Linked DNA regions of Danio rerio: region 2 is linked to region 1. A link is a contact called in public Micro-C data. All regions are on one chromosome and are shown on one strand. Each heading gives the region's core, a stretch centred on a gene start, on an enhancer-like site or on the middle of the called end of the contact. The rest is flanking DNA. Distances are from core to core; before and after follow the strand shown.

Region 1 (2,681 bases), core at 59-2,558:
TGCCAACTGACCCAGCCGACACCACCGCGTTGCCCATATAGCTCAAAGGGGCTAATAAGTTTGACCTTAAAATGTTTTTTAAGAGTTAAAAACTGTTTTTATTCTAGTCAAAATGAAACAAATAAGACTTTCTCCAGAAGAAAAAAATATTATCAGACATACTGTGAAAATATCCTTACTCTATTAATCAAGATTTAGAAAATATTTAAAAATGCATTTTTTTTTAAAGGGGGGCTAATAATTCTGACTTCAACTATATTGTACACAAAAGAAGACATTTTGAAGAAAGCTACAAAACTGCAACCATTGACATTCATAGTAGGAAAAAAAATACAGTGGAAGTCAATGGTTACAGTTCTTTTGTTCACTTGAAACAACTGAAAGATAAACATAAAACTGAACAGAATTTAATTTATGGGTGAACTATCCCCTCAGCTTTTGATCTCATTTTGTAGGTGGATAAAATGTTGTGTTCCTAGGGTCATTAGTGGGTGTTTTGCACTTTGTAATAGTTAAGTCACACAATCACTTTGTGCTTGTGAAAATATTATTACTACACGTAGCCCACACAAGACTGTTCAACAACAACAAAAAAAGTAAAAGCTTTTATGGCTGTTCATATACTCTAAAACAGCATTTATATGTCCTGAACTTTTGAAGATGTGCTCAAATCATGTACACAAAAAATTGTTAGGCTACTGTAAAATGTAAATGTGAAACTGTAAATGTTATAACCTAAATCACGGCCACATTGAGTCTACATTGGTAATTAGATTAACCAATTTATTAATTTACAATGTGAAATTACACATGACATATCTCACACAACATTGTTCTAATGCTAATTTAAACGTCTACCGTGTCGTTTTATAATTTGTTTATCATTTAAAGTTTTATAATAAATGAAATCGCCAAGATATAAATGACAGGGTAGAAACACTCTTGGAGTAACGTTAGCTTAATGTCATCCTTGATATCGCACATTTTGTCACAGTAGCACGGTTGAAACTCACCTAAAACCAAAAAATGCCTTGAAGCTGGAAATAAATAAATTTTCTTTAAGACAAATAAAGGCAAGAACATTAGTCCCCCACAGACAAAATGAATAATTTTAAACACACGGCGTGTGTTTTGCAGACCTCACCAGGTCAACAGAGCTTCGCGCGTGCACTCAGTGCTGTCAAATGTGTCAAACGCAGGCGCGCGCAGAGAGGCGGAGCCGCAAGTGACTCGACCAATCACACGTGCGCGAGAGACCGTTTGAGTTCAAAACTGAAGCGGCGCCCTTACAGGAAAAACACTGGCACTCCGTAACGAGCATACGAGACTTATTTCGTATTTCGCATTAAATTAAGACTCAATTTAACATTTATCACACAGGATGTCTTCAGGGAAAAAGCAGATTTACTATTCCGACAAGTATTCTGACGAAGAATACGAGTACAGGTGAGGATTTTCACTTGTTTTCTTTCACCTTTCTGTTCACTTTAAGTTTCGGGTAACGTAACGTTAAACATAACGTAAAACTTGTTATGTCATTTGGCTGTTTGCTGTTTTAATAAAATATCTTAAAATTGTACGCAAATACGGCGGTATATACGCAGTTTACGGCGTATTTTCTGAGTTATGTCTCAATAATAGCGTTGTTTTGTCTGACAGCTTGAAGAGCTGTTCAGTGAAACCTTTACGTTACATAACATCAGTTTGTCAAACTAACACATTGCTCCTCTTCTTCCAAATAGACATGTTATGCTTCCCAAACAGCTTTCCAAATTGGTGCCTTCCTCGCATTTAATGTCAGAGGAGGAATGGAGAGGACTGGGAGTCCAGCAAAGTCAGGGCTGGATTCATTACATGATCCATAAACCAGGTTAGTATTCTTGGACATCTAATAACATTATCTAAAACCTACTTTGACACCTTAAAGGGACAGTTTGTCCAAAAGTGAAAATTCTGTCATAATTTACTTACCTTATATTGTTTCAAACCTGTATCTTTCTTTTGTTCGACACAGAAGTAGATATTTTGAAGAATGCTGAAAACCTGTAACCATTGACTTCTATAGTATTTGCTTTTCCTACTATGGATGTTAATGCTTTCAGGTTTATTCAAAATATATATATATTTTTTGAGTATTTACCAGAAAAAAAGAAACTCAAAAGGTTTATAACCAGTAAATAGTGAGTAAATTTCCACTTTTGGGAGACTATAACTTTAATTACTTTATAAGTGGAGACCTTTTAGAAATCCTGAATGAATTATACCCCCCAAAATATGAATATTCCGAAATCCTCCACTTTTTCCATACAGAGCCTCACATCCTGCTATTCCGAAGGCCGCTTCCCAAGGAATGAGATTTCAAGATTGTCATCTGAAGTTAAACTACAGTACGTGGTCGGCTGTGACCATGCGTGCATTTCTCTCCATACGTTTTGATTTGTATATAAGTTTTATTATTTGCAGATCTATGGTAATGAAATGTTACTTCTCCTCCCCCTTTCGTCTGGAGATGACGGCAGCAGGAGCTTATAGAGGGGAATGAACGAGTGCTGCCTCCACCTCCCCAAAGTGTTTTCTTTAGATCTACACTGAAGTCATGTAAAATAAGTTGGATGGTGTTCCAGGTCTAGTAATCGCCCCTGTCATGAATAGAAGGAATAGTTTTTGTTGTACGCTAAAGA
Region 2 (2,681 bases), core at 68-2,567, 170 kb before region 1:
ACATGCGTGGAAATAAAAACACAAACATCAGAGGATGCTCGCGCACGTGCGCGCTTCATCACCACCGTCTGAAATATTAGCGCGCGCGCACACTTTCCAAACAAACACAAATTCAGAACTATCCAAACACAGACGACGGGACGTTCATTCGCTGCCTGGAAAAAAACAGAAATGATGATGTTCCCGCCCAGAGTGTGAGGGAATGTTAAGGAAAGGCGCATTCAGAGTTTAGGATCGCTAACACGCAGGTGAAATATTTACAAAAACAACCTGACAGCACTTCGTTTTAACTTCAAAAACTTGGATATATATTTTAAAAAGGACTCTAAAGGGCTTTTATTTGAGAAAGCGGAGAAACGTCAAGGATAAATCATTTCAGAAGCCTGATCGTACTGTTGGAAGTTTTTTTCCTCTACAAAAACCTTTAAGTTGTTTTGAATTATGTAGAAACCCAAGATGAGCATCTCGCAGGACAAATAATCGGTAAGCCTGTTTTATCACATCATAGTTAATGTGTTATAAAAAAAAAGCCTGTGGCCATTTATAAGCTGAAGAAAAATAAAACTATTTAGCCGTAATAAAACATTGATAATAATTTGGCATTGATTTGAATCATAATTTAGTTTACTTTCCATGGTAGGGACCATAAAGTTATAAGGATAGTTATAAACTATGGCATGTCGTTTATTTTAGTTACAATTCAATATGCTACTCAAAGATTTATGATTACATGGTCACAACAATGAACACATATTTACAAAAAGTCTAGTAGAGTATTTAGGTGGAAGTCATAACAGTTCAAAGTGCAGCGTGGGAATGTTGGTAAATTAACTTTTTGTTGTCTTCATTCTAGACGTTAACTTAAGATGAAGTTTAAATAAGTATTGTAGTAGTCACTGTAAGACAGATATATGTAGGCTATTATACAGTATTGTCATTTAGGTTATCTGATTGTGAACTTCATTATACCACCTCAGAACAAAACTCATGTTTTACTTCAGGTTCAGAAACCTAAAACTGCTAGCCAGTCCCCAGGCTCTTTATTTGGCTTGTTTGAGATCATTTGTTTAGGTTTTCATCATGTTTCCCTCTGCTTAGATAATCTTAAAATAAACGACTAGCAAACCTAAAGGTTTAAATGTTTTCTTCAGGCCAAAATTTCCAGAGAGACTATGACATTTTATTTGTCTTTTTTTTGTAATTAGGTCCTCCATGAGTCATTATGTGTGAAGCAGTGGATCCCTTGTCCAACTTCACTGGAAGCTGCTAATCGACGCCATCTGCTGTTCAAAAGCGGACTTGGAGAGCGTGTGGAAAATGGATGACGAGCTTGAACCTGGAATGAATGATGTTATAGTTAGCCACTACAACCACTCAGGCAAGTGGGGAAGACCAAAAAGCACTGGTATGTGTAAGACGGCCTTCCTGATGTGCATCTGTGCTCTGATCGTGATTGAGAACATTACTGTTCTTCTGGCACTATGGCGCAACAAGCGCTTCCACAGCCGCATGTACTTTCTCATCGGCAATCTGGCACTTTCTGACTTGTTAGCTGGAGTGGCATATGTGGTCAACATCTTCACCTCCGGCCGTAATACTTTTTTCCTCAGCCCTGGCCAGTGGCTGCTGCGAGAGGGGAGTATGTTTGTGGCACTTAGCGCTTCGACTTTTAGCTTGCTTGCTATTGGGATTGAGCGCCACATGACGATGGTTCGTTTGCGGCCTTGTGAGACCGCAGGAAGGGGAAGGTTACTAGCTCTCCTGGGAGCCTGCTGGGCAGTTTCAGTTCTCTTGAGTGCCTTGCCAAGCCTCGGTTGGAACTGTTTGGACCGAGTCCACACCTGCTCCACTGTCCTACCACTGTACGACAAAAGCTACATAGCTTTCTGCATCAGTGTCTTCACAGCCCTCCTAGCAGCAATTGTAGTCCTCTATGTGCGCATCTACCAACTTGTGACATCTAGTGGGCGAAGAGTAAGTTCTCGTCCATCAGATCGGTCGCTCGCTCTTCTGCGCACAGTAGTGATAGTACTAGGGGTTTTTGTGGCATGCTGGGCTCCTCTTTTTTCACTACTGCTGCTTGATGTGGGATGCAGTCCAGAGCAGTGCCCGATTCTCTACAAGGTGGACTGGTTCATCGCTCTGGCTGTGCTCAACTCTGCTCTCAACCCACTGATCTACACGTTTTCCAGCAGAGAAATGCGAACTGCTTTCCTCCGTGTGCTGTGCTGTTGTCAAACCTCACTGGACTCTATGCCAACAGTGGCAGGGACGGCACTTCCGGGAATAGTCATACATACCGCAGAGAACAGCAAATCTAGCATGGCTGGAGCAGGTAGTGGTGCAGCCAAGTCATCATTAATGCAAAGTAAAGTTCCCACTCCGTCAAACTCCCACCATCAGGATCCTTCACAAACGGCTGTCACACACTCCTCAGGCCCAGGTAACCTGCTATCTGCGGTGCTGGTTAAAGCTGGGGCTCTTCCCGCTTTGGGGAAGTTCTGAACTACGACACTACCGGAATCAGCTCAAAAGAGCAGGGATTTAGTTAGTCCTAAGACGTTTGGCGATGGTTCCTCTGTAATCATGAGCTAGTCTTCAGTTCCTTAAGGATTACAAAGCTTTTCTACAAATGAGGTTTCAAAAGGACAACAGACTTGACTGAACAAATGCTGACCAAA

The links. A called contact is a pair of places that touch in the nucleus more often than the background predicts.
Region 2: a Micro-C map of caudal fin shows a contact between it and region 1, with 4 times the contacts expected there. The contact joins the promoter of s1pr3a here to the promoter of cks2 in region 1. A contact is called at or near these places in 3 of 18 Hi-C or Micro-C datasets (caudal fin, hematopoietic stem cells and an unstated tissue) and 1 of 4 datasets of contacts at active chromatin or transcription factors (embryo).

What each region holds. Positions count from the first base shown.
Region 1 is chr22:21,151,833-21,154,513 of GRCz12tu, reverse strand. It overlaps cks2 (CDC28 protein kinase regulatory subunit 2), which reads left to right and starts at 1,308. Exons shown (of 3, transcript NM_001044969.1): 1 at 1,308-1,446; 2 at 1,743-1,870; 3 at 2,311-2,681. The coding sequence starts at 1,382. The coding sequence ends at 2,354. It also overlaps a transcript of shc2 not described here.
Region 2 is chr22:21,320,904-21,323,584 of GRCz12tu, reverse strand. s1pr3a (sphingosine-1-phosphate receptor 3a) reads left to right here and starts at 1,317. Exons shown (of 1, transcript NM_001082925.1): 1 at 1,317-2,505. The coding sequence starts at 1,318. The coding sequence ends at 2,505.